3 separate regions of the Sus scrofa genome follow, and regions 2 and 3 are each linked to region 1. Evidence: chromatin contacts called from public HiChIP or PLAC-seq data. All regions are on one chromosome and are shown on one strand. Each heading gives the region's core, a stretch centred on a gene start, on an enhancer-like site or on the middle of the called end of the contact. The rest is flanking DNA. Distances are from core to core; before and after follow the strand shown.

The links. HiChIP or PLAC-seq counts read pairs in DNA pulled down with a chosen protein or histone mark.
Region 2: a contact with region 1 is called in an H3K27ac HiChIP or PLAC-seq map of alveolar macrophages. The contact joins the promoter of CENPM here to the promoter of NFAM1 in region 1. A contact is called at or near these places in 24 of 47 Hi-C or Micro-C datasets (alveolar macrophages, brain, embryonic fibroblasts and 13 more) and 2 of 2 datasets of contacts at active chromatin or transcription factors (alveolar macrophages and skeletal muscle).
Region 3: an H3K27ac HiChIP or PLAC-seq map of alveolar macrophages shows a contact between it and region 1. The contact joins the promoter of SREBF2 here to the promoter of NFAM1 in region 1. A contact is called at or near these places in 1 of 47 Hi-C or Micro-C datasets (mesenteric adipose tissue) and 2 of 2 datasets of contacts at active chromatin or transcription factors (alveolar macrophages and skeletal muscle).

Annotation. Positions count from the first base shown.
Region 1 is chr5:6,294,220-6,298,592 of Sscrofa11.1, reverse strand. It overlaps NFAM1 (NFAT activation molecule 1), which reads right to left and starts at 1,672. Exons shown (of 8, transcript XM_021093097.1): 1 at 1,663-1,672; 2 at 282-314; 3 at 1-194. The coding sequence starts at 1,672.
Region 2 is chr5:6,674,932-6,679,018 of Sscrofa11.1, reverse strand. CENPM (centromere protein M) reads right to left here and starts at 1,267. Exons shown (of 6, transcript NM_001159305.1): 1 at 1,155-1,267; 2 at 520-599. The coding sequence starts at 1,211.
Region 3 is chr5:6,782,623-6,787,185 of Sscrofa11.1, reverse strand. SREBF2 (sterol regulatory element-binding protein 2) reads left to right here and starts at 2,462. Exons shown (of 19, transcript XM_021091444.1): 1 at 2,462-2,741. The coding sequence starts at 2,654. MEI1 (meiosis inhibitor protein 1) reads left to right here. Exons shown (of 36, transcript XM_021091442.1): 36 at 1-1,229. CCDC134 (coiled-coil domain-containing protein 134) reads left to right here. Exons shown (of 7, transcript XM_021091452.1): 7 at 1-1,229.

The DNA of each region.
Region 1 (4,373 bases), core at 423-2,922:
CCCGGAGGCCAGCTCTCCATCGGGCCCTTCACGCCAGCGTTCCTCCTTCCTCTTTAGCTCACAGGAGGGGACAGCTTCCAGGCAGCCACAGTTCCCCTTCACGTCCCCACCAAGCTCCTCCCTGGCCAGCCCTCTGCTTCCTCGAGGCCTCAGTGGGCCACCTTGTCCTTTCAATAACCCCAGAGTTTCCGCTCAAGCAGTGGGAACAGCCCCAAGCTTGGGGCCAGCAGGAAGGTCTCCCCAGCCCTCTTCCCTGGGCTATCGGCTTCTCCCTTCCTTACCCCCGTGCCAGCTGGTGGCCTGTTCAGAAGACACTGGTGACAGAGAGGGCACAGGATTTCCACGGGTAACCCCAGGGCTGGCGTAGCTGCGCACCTCTGAAACTCTTAAAAAAAAACCAGCCCCATTCACACAAACTTCCCCCGGAAAATAGTCTGGGAGCCCCTTAATTAACGTGCCCCTCGAAGAGCAGACTTTGCGGTTGGGAGGGGCAGGTGTGTGACGGAGAGGAGGGCCAGGCAGTTCGGGTGAGGGCAGGAGCCAGCTGCCCTTCATTAGCCCAGTGACGGCCGCAGTGGGTCCCCTGGGGAACGCCTCCCCCTCCAGCCCCCCCTCAAATGTCTCTCTTCCCTGCAGCTTCCCTAAACTTGAGCCCACCCCTCCCCCACCAGGAGACACATGAATTGCTTCCCCATCTGGCCCAACCAAAGCCCCTGTCCTCACTTCCATGGGCGCCAACTCAGGGCCAGCAATTATTTGCCACCTGGGGCCCTTTCCCCAGCAGACCGGGAGCTGCGCAGCCCTGGCATTGGAGCTCAGCACTGGGCAGAGCTGGATGCGGCTGGGGACAGATGTCTGCCCACGTGTTCGGAGCGGCAGAGGGAAGGGGTGGTGAGGAGCCAGCCAGCACCCTGGGGAAGCTGGGGTGAACCGAAGGTGCTGGGTTTCAGCACAAGCTGACACTGCCCCTCTTTTCTTCACGAGTGCCCGTCAATCCTCAAGATAAAGGTTATTATCCCAGAGTTCCCATCGTGGCTCAGCTGGTAAAGAACCCGACTAATATCCACGAGGATGCGGGTTCAACCCCTGGCCTCGCCCAGGGGCTTAAGGATCTGTGTTGCCGTGAGTTGTGGTGTAGGTCGCAGATGCAGCTCAGATCCTGTGTGGCTGTGGCTGTGATTGTGGTGTAGGCTGGCAGCTGCAGCTGTAATTTGACCCCTGGCCTGGGCACTTCCATATGCCGTGGGTGCAGCCCTGAAAAAAAAGAAAAAAAAAAAAAGGTTATTATCCCACTATGATAAACGATGCCCCCAAGAGGCAAAGAAACTTGCCCAAGATCAGGGCAGGTGCATGGGGCTGGCATTTAGTGGCCAGCTGTGCGAATCCGGAGCCTCTCTCCCACCCTGGCCGCGGCGTCTAGCGACGGCAGGACGGAGTCCAGTTTCCACCCTTGGTCTGAATGCTTTTCCCTCGGCTGCTTTGCACATGAACAATGAAAGCCAGGAGACGTTTGCCACCAACTCCAGGAGTGTCTGGGGACGGCAAGCGGGAGCGGGGCCCGCCAACCCGGGGAGGAAGGAAGACGAGTGCACACCAGACGTTTCCTACTGGCTGGGGGGCGGGCGGCAGGGACCCCGGCGGTATTGACTGTTGATCCATCACCGTGATACATGATCGCGTATGTCACAGTGAGACACAGATAATCTGCTTCACGCTGTTTCCAAGCTCCTGGGGGGCGCAGGTTGTCTAAGCACCTCGATGCCATGGTGATAGACGTCTCGTTAATGCCTCCAGGCTCAGAGAGAGCCTCACAAAGGCATCGGTCTGTGCCTCCAGGAGTCTCTTTACGACTTGGCATCGGGAGGCAGCTGAGTGCCAGGCTGCCTTGGAACATGAACCTGGGCTTTGCCTCCGCCGCCCACTCCGGGGCTCTTCTGCCTCCCCCATGCCTCCACAAAGCCCCCTGCCCCCTCACGGTGCAACCCACGCTCTGAATCTGCACCATGGAGCCCCGGGAACTTTGCCACTTCTGAGCCTGGGTCCAACCCACCCACGGCCTCTTGCCTGCCTGGGGCCTCCCATTTGTCTTCTTTCGTCTGATCCCCCTGAGCCGAGCACAGGGCCAGCACCTAGTACATGCTGCATAGACACTGGTGCACGAATGACAGGTGAATGGGCACAAGACGAGGATAAAATGCCTTCCTCCCAGGCTTGCCGTGTAGGTGGGCGCCCAGCATTGAACCTGGCACCTAGGAGGCTCCCATCAGGCTTCCATTGGTGGGAGGCAGCGGCTAGACTCCAGGGTGGGGTGTGAGGAGGCCACACCCTCCTCAGGCAGGACTTGGAAAGCAGTGGCTGGGGGTCTCGGGTCATTACTGAGTTTCCTGGATGCTCTGAAGCTGTGCAGCCTCCTGGGCGGATGCAGACCTGGACCTCGGGTGGGGAGCCAGCGGGCCGCGGCTGCGCCGTCAGGGCCTCAGGAACCGGGTGATGGGAAGGAAACCGCAGCACATTCGGAAACCTCATGTTCTTCAAAACTCTCCACTGAAGTGGCTGCCTAGCAGCGAACTTCCCAGACTCGGATCCAGGGGATTTTCCTCCCCCCTGCCCTTGGCAGGGGCTGCAAATAAGTGAGCAAGAGGAAGAACAGAGGACATGAGGCTCTGATGGCATCTCCAGTTGGCAGCCGGGGGTTTTGCAGCCTTTGGGCCAGGCCTCCACAGCTGAGTCTTCAGGCAAGGCCCTAGGACCATGCCTTTCAGCTCTTGCTCTTGTCCATTCATCTGTCCATCCATCCACCCATCCATCCATCCATCCACCTACCCATTCATCCATCCATCCCTTTGCATTTTGTTGAGCACACATTCTTCACCAGGCACTGGCCTCAGCAGAAGGATGCAGAAGTGAAGGACCCCAGCTTCTAGGAGCCCCAGTCAGCTGGGAAAGCAATAATCAGCATGGTTACACTATCGCAAGGCAGTTCAGAGTAGTTACTGGATGCCAGGCACTGTCTCAAAGCATTTTAATCTACACATCAATTTAGTGTCCACCCCAGTTCCATGAGATAGGTATTCTAATTGCTTCCGTTTTCCAGATAAGGACACAGAGGCACAGGAAGGTTAAAAGAATATTTGGCCAAGGTAACATAGCTAAGGAATGTGTCCAGGGAAGTGACTCTGAGGACGGCCCCAGCCCCCGCTCCTGAGCACTGCTCCGCCTGCCTCAGTGGTGGCAGTGTGTCAGGGCAAAGAGGCGGGGAAGAAGGGAGTTCCTCGGGGTGGAGGGAGGAGTGGGTGCCCAGGAGGACTTCATGGAGGAGGCAGCAGCTGTGAAGGAGTTGAAAGAAGGGGCGGAGCACATAGGTCCCCTGCAGTCCTTTTTTTAGGTCCGTACCTGCGGTATATGGAAGTTCCCAGGAGAAGGGTCAAATCGGAGCTATGGCTGCCAGCCTACGCCACAGCCACAGCGACGCCAGATCCGAGCTTCATCTGTTGACCTACACCACAGCTCACGGCAATGCTGGATCCTTAACCCATTCAGCCGGGCCAGGGACAAAACCCACATCCTCATGGATACTAGTTGGATTAATTTCCATTGTGCCACAATGGAAATTCCCCCCATCCTTTTTTTTTTTGGCCACACCCACAGCATGCAGAAATTCTGGGACCAGGGATCAAACCTGCACAGTAGCAGTGACCTGAGCCACCGCAGTGATAACGCTGCACCACCAGGGAACACCTCTCCTGCAGTCTAAGGTGTCTCATCCATACAAAGACTAAAGCTTTCCAAACTGGACCACAATCGCTGGCCTCTGTGTACTTATTAAGTACTTACTGTGTGCCAGGCAGTGGGAGCACAAAACGCGAGTCATAGTTTTGCCCCCCGAGGGGCTCCCCATATATGGAGGGCAGAGAACCCCCATGTAGGATGGCCAACTGCCCCCGGTAACCTAGGGTGAGTGAGTGAAAGAGTGAGCGAGGGAGTGAGCGAGGCCCCTGCCTGGCAGGGTTTAGCTCTGATGCTCAGCAGCTGCCGTGTCTTCTCTGCGTTTTCTTCCCAGGAGGCCCTGCGAGCAGCAGGTGCACAGGAAGTGGAAGAGGACACCCCCCTTCCCTTTCCCACCTGGGAGAAGTCATGTCCTCCCTCCCTGCCGACTGCAGCACCAGCAGGAGTCCTCCCGCTGACCTCTGAACTGGCCTGTGGTCGAGATGAAAAATGTCCCCCTCTTCAGGCCCCCCAGGCCCCCACTGCTGGGGGCTCCAGGGGCTAATAGATCAGCCCCTCGCTTCCTTTCACCCTCTCCCTCAAGCACCCCACGTTGGAGAGAGCGGAGTGGAGGGCCGTCTCCCTCCCCTCTTAGCAACACTCAGGTT
Region 2 (4,087 bases), core at 18-2,517, 380 kb before region 1:
TCATTCTCCTTCAGTATAGAGCCCTGGAGCTATCTTTCTATCAGGAGAATAACACCCACACACATTCAGTCACTTGACTCCCCTCAGCAGCTGTTTCTACTCTTTTTCATTTAGAAAAAGGAAACAAAATAAACTTTTCAGTCAGCTTTTCTCCAAATTTGGGGGTTGTGTGAGCATCTACTTGGTACCACGTACTGGTCAAGGCACTGGGGAATCCCCAGGGAGCGAACGTCAAAGTCCCTGTCCTCAAGGGGGCTGACCTTGGGGTCCCTCAGGGTGGCAGACTGTTAACAAGTAAACAAACCAGAGAACAAGGAAATTTCTTACGGTGCCAAGTGCTAGAGAAAAGTAGAACAAGTGTGTGACAGAGAGTGGTGTAGGATACCTTAATCGGGGCCAGATCACGCGTTAGGGCGCCCAGAGGTTGGCGCCCGCCTCTCTGGCGGTCCCCTCACCCCCACCTCGCTCTCCCTCGCGCCCAGGTCAGCGATCGGACACCCTGGGCATAAGGTTACTTACACCTTCAGCTCCGAGGCACAGTCCTCCTTGAGCATCGAATCGGCCAGCTGCTGCAGAAGAGCATCCTCTGTGCCCACCAGCTGCGCAGAGAGCAAAGGCGACGGACTGATACCAGGGCATAGCAGTCCCGCTAGAGGGCCTGGGGATCAGGCCACAGACTCAAGACAGCTGCACCCCAAGATTCCGGCTCCAGCACGCGAGGCGCCCTTTACCGAGACGACTACAGAAGGCACGGGTGAGGATCAGAGGTTGGCACCTGCTCCGGTCCTGTCCGGTCTGCACTCACGACCTCTCCGGACCCTCCCTCGGATGGCCTCGTCTCTCCGGGAGGCCAGACCCCGCCACGCAGGAAAACCAAGTCTTGGACACCTCACACCCCGCACCCCGCCGCGCGCGGTCTCCCCGCCCATCCGTCCCACCAATCAGAAACTGGGAAAGAGTCTGCCGCGCACTTATTGGTGGACACGTCCCTCGGCCTCAAGAGGACCGCTATTCCGATTGGTTCAGAGCGTGACTCTCCCGCCCACCACACCCCTGCCAGAATAGCCCGCGCCAGGCACCTCGGAGAGCTCGGAGAGCGGAGGCGCAGCTTAGGAGGAAGGGCGGGCGGGGGAGTCGCGGCTGTTGACGCCTACCAATATGGTGGCCGTGTTCAGGCCCGGCAGCTTGTCCATCGGCCGCAACACCGACATCGCAATGACAGGCGAACCGCCGCTCCCGCGGTGCGCGCCGGGCTTTCAAACCGCCCGGTGTTCCGCCTCTACTGCGAGACCAAGGGTCACGTGACATTTCCCGGGCGGGGCTTCTTGGGGGCAGGACGAGGCCTCCTTAAAGGAACCGCTACCTGCTTTTCTGAGGGGGACGTTCCAGCGCTGGCCCTGGGCACATAAAGCGCTCCCTGAGCGAGAGGACTTTTATTTCAGTCCTGGGAGAAAGAAGACATTCAGTGATTCATTCATTCATTTTCGTTCATTCATCCTGCATTTGTAGTACTCCTGATGCCTTCCAAACCTGTCCTTCCCTCATCTTCTCCATCTCTATTGTGCAGCTGTTCCGAGCAAAACCTTGGGTCATTCTTGGCTCCTCTTCTCTGCACCTCCCATCCAATCTGTAAGCAAGCCTGTGGGTTCTGTTCTTAAAAGACAGCTGGGGGGTTTTGTTGTGGCGCAGCAGAAATGAATCCAACTAGTATCCACGAGCTTGTGGGTTCTATCCCTGGCCCCGCTCAGTGGCTTAAGGATCCGGTGTTGCTGTGAGGTCTGGTGTAGGTCGCAGACCTGGCTTGGATGTGTTGCTGCTGTGGCTGTGGCGTAGGCCAGCCGCTGGAGCTCCGATTGGACCCCTAGTCTGAGAACCTCCTTATGCCGCGGGTGTGGCCATAAAAAGCAACAAGAACAAGAAAGAAAGGAAGGAAGAAAGAAAGAGGCATCTAGAAGCTGACCATCTCTCACCACCCCCACTCCCCCACCAGGATAAGCCCCAGTTATTTCTCTTCCAGTCTATTCTAACAGCCTTCTCACTGTCTCCCTGCTACCACCCTGGTCTCCAAGGCTACTAGCTATTCTTCACGCAGCAGTCAGAGTTATCCTTTCAAAACAAATCAAAGCAGATACTTCTCTGGTCAAAACCCACCAATAGTTCCCCTTTCACTCAGAGTATACTGCAAAAGCCTTACATGGCCTTTGAGACTCGTGTGATCTTCTGCTCTTTTCCCTGCAATGTCAGCTCCAGGACCTCCGCCGCCCAGGGTTCCCTCTGGCTGAAATGCTCTTCTCCCAAATAGTCATTTTGTTTATTTCCTATCTTTGTGTTTCTGCTGCAATGTCACTTTATCAGAGGGGAGTTTCTTTTTTTCTTCTTTCTTTTGCTTTTTTAGGGCTGCAGGTGAAGCATATGGAAGTTTCCAGGCTAGGGGTCGAATCAGAGCTGCCTCTGCCAGCCTGTACCACAGCCACAGCAACACAGGATCCGAGCCACAGCTACGCCACAGCTCACAATAACGCCAGATCCTTAATCCACTGAGTGAGGCCAGGGATCATTCCCACATCCTCACAGAGACTACATCAGGTCTTTAACCCACTGAGCCACAATGGGAACTCCAGGAGGAGCCAGTTTAGGTCAGAGGAGAACCTGCTAAGAAGGTGATGAATGAGTGAAAGAGGAGCCCGTTAAATGCAGTGAAGAGGACTCAGGCAGAAGGAGCAGCAAGTGCTAAGACCCCAAGCAGGGAGCATTGCTGACACTTCTGAGGGGCAGCAAGGAGGCCCGTGGCTAAAGCAGGTGGAGGTGAGGCTAGAGGAGGGATCGAGGGTCAGGTGACTGAGGCCCTTAGAGAGTCTAGGAAAGACTTTGGACACTGGTCAGCATTTTCCAGGAGGGGCTGAGCTGAGACCTATTCAACCAACTTGTGCTGAGTGCCTGTCTTGGGCCAGGCCTAGTGCCCGGGACGGAGCCCCAGGCATCAGAGGTGCCATCTCTGCCTCACGGAGTTTTGGTGGATGGGCAGATGACAGCCACCAAGGGTGGCATAGTGGGAAGTAGCTGGAGCCCAGATGAAGCTGCATGAAGGCTCCCTGGGGAGCCCCTGCTGCACTTGGCTGGGGAGGTAACTGTTGGCTGAGGCGTTGGGGTGTTTGGTGCTTGTCCCATAGGGATTGCAATAGAAAATAGTTGTGTGTACAAGCCAGACTGTGATGAAGGGTAGAGAATGGCAGGAAGGCCAGACCTGGAGGTTTCTGTGTCATCAACACCCAGAACTGGCAGGGCCATCAGAGACCCTCTGGACCAGTGTTTTTCAAACTGGCTTCTGGGAGAAGCTGAGGGAGTGGAGGATTCCTGCCCACCCCCCCTTAGCAGAAGCAGGGGGCTTTACCTCTATTACATATTGACCTTCCCATAAACTTCAGTGTGAATAATCACATGGGAGTTGCCATTGTGGCTCAGCAGATTCAGAACCTGACATAGCATCCGTGAGGATGTGGGTTTGATCCCTGGCCCTCACTCAGGGGGTTAAAGATCCGGCGTTACCGCAGGCTACTATATCAGCCACAGATGTGGCTTGGATCCAATGTTGCTGTGGCTGTGGTATAGGCTGGCAGCTGAAGCTCTCCTTTGACCCCTAGCCTGGGAACTTCCATATGCTGCAGATGCAGCCTTAAAAAGAAAAAAAAAAAAATCACATGGTCGAAACAATATCTAAGAGCCAGTGATCACTTTAAAAAACAGATTTATTAAGGTATAATAGACATGGAATAAGTTACACAGTTTTTTTTTTTTTTTTTTTTTTTTTTTTTTTTTTAGCGCTGCACCTGTGGCATATGGAGGTTCCCAGGCTAGGGGTCAAATTGGAGCTATAGGAGTTCCCGTCGTGGCGCAGTGGTTAACAAATCCGACTAGGAACCATGAGGTTGCGGGTTTGGTCCCTGCCCTTGCTCAGTGGGTTAACGATCCGGCGTTGCCGTGAGCTGTGGTGTAGGTTGCAGACGCGGCTCGGATCCCGCGTTGCTGTGGCTCTGGCGTAGGCTGGTGGCTACAGCTCCAATTCGACCCCTAGCCTGGGAACCTCCAT
Region 3 (4,563 bases), core at 1,213-3,712, 490 kb before region 1:
GCCCACTCTTATCCTGTCTTCACCTCTGCCCCATCTAGCATCTCTGTTCTCCTGGGTTTTTCCTTCTACACCTTCACTTCTCTCCATCTTGGCTGATCCCTTCTCCACCTTCAAATGGACTCAAGTTTCCCCATCTGACACCTTAAGAGGTACAAATAGAACTATTCTGCTCTCGTCCCTGGGCAGGTCCACCTGGGAGCTGTGGGAGCATCTGTAGAGTGGGAGACAGACTGGGTCCACTTACCTGACCTGGTGCTCAGAGATCCCTCTGCAGAGGTTTACTGAGGCTCTGGGATGGGAAGGCATTGGACCACAATGAAAGTGAGCCATATGGTATGCCAGCATCACCCCCAGTGTGGGGAGCCCTGTGCGAGCCACTGAAGGGTACATGTGAAGATGACACTGCCCAGCTCAGTGCCTGGACCAGAGCAGGGCAGCGGGGTTTGATTTTGTTTCCGGGTAAGACTGGTGTAACCTATACCGGCTCTTCTGCATGTAAACAAGAGAACGTTCCTCTCTCCCCCAGGTACTTTATTATGTTATACATGTTCATTATAAAAAGTAATTTAAATAATACTGAAATGCCAAGAAGAAAGTAAGATTCACCCTGGGAGTTCCTGTTGTGGCTCAGCGGGTTACAAACCCGACTAGTACCCATGAGGATGCAGGTCTGATCCCTGGGCTCACTCAGTGGGTTAAGGATCCAGTGTTGCCATGCGCTGTGGTGGTATAGGTTGCAGATGTGGCTCAGATCCTGTGTTGCCGTGGCTGTGGTGGAGGCTGGCAGCTGCAGCTCCGTTTTGACCCCTAGCTTGCGAACTTCCACATGCTGCAGGTTTGGCCCTAAAAAGCAAAAAAAAAAAAAAAAAGAGAAAGTAAGATTTACCCTGAATCCTACCACTCCCATAATTATAACTGACACTCAGCTATTAGGCCTTCCATCCTGCCCTTCATGTGACACACAGATCCTTGTTTTCTCAGTTATAATAACTACCTTGCAGGGGCCCTAACCGTATGTCAGGCCTTATTCCAAGTGCTGGCTTCCATCAGCTGCTTCTGCTGCAGGGCCTTTGTGTTGTTTGTTCCCTTGGCTATACCAGATGCAGTTCTCATAATTTCAGGTTTCGTCTTAAATATCAATGTTTTCTTTACCGGACCAGAGGCTCTCAGAGGGCAGGAATTGTCTCTTTGCTTGCCCCAGAGATGTTCAATAAATATTGTCAAATGAATGTGCAATGTGATTGGTTGAATTGTGTGATTCCACTTTCCTCACAACTATGAGGGACACTATTCCCATGTTAGAGATGACAAAACTGAAGCTTAGGGCGTTTATTTAGCTCAGAGTCACTCGTTCATAAATGGACCCGTATGCCTGCCTTCACAGGGCCTGTGAAGTCTGTCTTGACCACCAAGCAACAGCTGCCTCTCACAGACCAGCAGTAAACATACTTTCCCCTTTTAATACTGTGAAAGTCGTTGTCAACAGATAGACATTCATGTATGTAATGTTTAATGATGCCATGATAATTACATTGTGTGGATGTAATTTATTCAGCAGGTCGTTATTGGGCTTCCCAATTTTTCTCAATTTACAGAAGACTCTGATGAACGCCTTTGAACACACAAACTTGCAAATTTTTTAAACACTCATATTTGTCTTCCTTATTTATAAATTCCTAGAAACGTGCACATTTGTTTATATCGTGACCAGCTGCAGAACTGAGAAGTTTAAGAGTGGGAATCCGTGGGTGGGTTGCGCCTCATAATCCCCGCATGATGCTCATGCCCGGACCCAACCTCTGGAGGCCTGTGATAGTTCCAGGCACTGGCATTATTTTAAAGGACTGCAAGGGATTCTGATGTACCGGGGTGAGACTGGGTGAGGCTGTCGGAGTAAGCGCGTCGTCGCGGCAGGTGCAAAGGCGCATGAATTGCAAAACATGCTCCACTCTTAGGCGGTTCGCGAGCTTTCGTAGCGCCTTTGCAAGGGGCTTAGCTGGAACGTGACTTTAACGATCTAAGGATTCCTCCGTGCTCCAGTACTAGGGGTCTAGGTTTGATTCCACCCGCTTCCCCAGCGGGCTGGGATCGTGGGGAGGGCGGGAACAGCTGGGAAGATGACGTAATGTGCTTAAGGCTGGCTTCGGGGGCCTCCCGCGGCCGGGGGCGGAACTTGTTAACCCTTCAACTCCCAGCAGTCAGAGGTAGTAGCTTGCGGAGCCAAACCAACAAAAAAGGGAGCGGTTCCTTTAAACGAGGGGAAGAAGGTTGGACTGAGGACCCGGAGCCTTCTCTTCGCATTCGCTAAGAGGCCGCCAGGGGAGGAGCCTTCTTATGCAAATCTGAGCTGCTGATCGTTGACGCGCCATCACCCCACGCGCCGCTCCGCAAGGCGATTGGTCAAGATGGGCCTGGTCCCATTGACAACAAACAAGGGGGTGCGCGGCCTGGGGGCGGGGCCATAGAGGGCGCGGGTTGGGGCGGGGGAATCCCGCCCCGCCCTCCCGCGCAGCGCAAACATGGCGGCGGTTGGCACCGGCCGGTGAGGCAGTACCGGGCGGGAGCTCTTGGGTGTCATGGGTGGTGACGGCGGCACCGCCCTCGCGTCTCCCTGAGCGGGACGGCAGGGGGGTCCTCTGCGCCGAGCCGGGCGATGGACGAAAGCGGCGAGCTGGGCGGTCTGGAGACCATGGAGACCCTCACGGAGCTGGGCGACGAGCTGACCCTAGGGGACATCGACGGTGAGTGATGGGTGGGTGGGTGGATGGGAGTGCGGGGGCGCGCGGAGAGGAAGGGGTTACGGCGGCGCGCGCGGGGGCGCGTACGCCCATCCCCCGGCACCCCAGTCTCGCGCGGGAAGAACCGGCACGCGCGGTCGCCCCGGCAGTCCCCAGCCCTCGGCGCTGCGGGTTTCAGCCCCGCCGGGCCGCTCGGTTTCGGCAGACCATGGGATCTTGTCGGGGGCGTCGCGGGGGAGCGGCCTGAGGGGAGCGCGCGGCCGCCGTTTCCCTTGCGCGCCTACACGCGCCGCCCGAGGTCCCGCTTGCCAGCCAGCGGGCCCACGTCGCACCTGTCACTCCCCGCCCGGCCGCGTGGGCAGCTTGGGATTCCCGGGGCCGGGCCCCCAGGCTCCGCGCGCTCACCCCTCAGGTCTTCTCCGGGTTGAGCCACGGCCCAGTTTCTCCGTGCTTCGGGAAACTTTGGGCAGCGAGCGGCCGCAGAAGCAGGTTGCTGATGAAACGAGTGGTGGCGGCGTAACGTGGACGCATCTCTCCGGGGTTGAGACCGGGCCGCTCCTGCTGTCGTTCTGCACAGGGAGTTGAGCAGCAGGAGTTTTGAGTTGTGGCCCCTCGGGGACAGGCTGGGGAGCGGGTGGCCTTTGTTCCGACGACCTTAACAGCGGAAAGGAAGAGCTGGTAGGAGCCCAGGGATGCTCTCTTGCAATACTCTCATTTGGTGGCTACGGAACCTAAAGTTTGCAGAGGGTCAGCGGCTTGCCCGGGGTCCCCCAGCTGGTTACAGAGCACAGTTCCTGGGCCAGTGTTGGTGTCGCCACTACCTGATCCTGGGGGGTGAGGAGTCCAGTGAATAGGTTAGTCACCAAAATAATAATTCTCAGTAGTTGGGCTCTTCCGATATTCTAGGCCCCAGACACTTTATATTGTTTCACTTATTCCTCACTACAGTCACTCGAGATAGATGTTCTTATTGCTCCTACTTTACAGGACACTGAGAGCAGGAGGTGTTAACTTTAGATTGTCCAGAACCCATGCTCTTAATCAGTAACTCAGGTGTGTTTTGCTCTTGAGTTTTACCAAGTGCTTTCAAGTCCAAGATCTCACTACAGCCTTGCAGGCAGGTAGGATGGCTCCCATTTAATTATACAGATGAAGAAACCCAGGCAGCAGAAGATTCTCTTCCAGGGGATGAGATAGTGGCAGAGGCTAATTGAAAAGGATCTGTTTCACATTTTGCTTTGGTTACATTTCACCCCTCGGCCTGACCTTGCTTTCTGATTTTGGTCATCCAGGCAGTGTGGTAAGATCCTTAAATGAAACCTCAAGTCTAACCACAGACTTTTCCACTGAGTGCTGCTAAATACAGAGATGTGTTGACAAATGGGGGAGGGAGGTTCTGAGAACTTAACAAGGGCAGCTAACATGTTGTGAGTATTTACGTGCCAGGCACCGTATTAAATCCTCACACATATTAATGTTTTAGATTCTTTTTTTTTTCCTTAGTTTTATTTTAAGGCCGCACCTGCAGCATATGGAAGTTCCTGGGTCAGGGATTGAATTTAAGCCACAGCTGCGACTGGGGCAATACTCAATCCTTTAACCCACTGTGGGGGGCCAGGGATGGAACCTGCACCTGAGCCCCTGCCCTGCAGTTGGATTCTTAACCCACTGTGCCACAGTGGGGACGCTAATGTTCTCAATTCTTAACGAGTTCCATCAGGGAGACTCCTTGTCATACTACACTCCTCCCCTTCTTGTGGATCCTGACACTGAGGCTCAGGGCCTCATTAACTTACCCAAGTTTACATAGCCAGTAAGGATTATG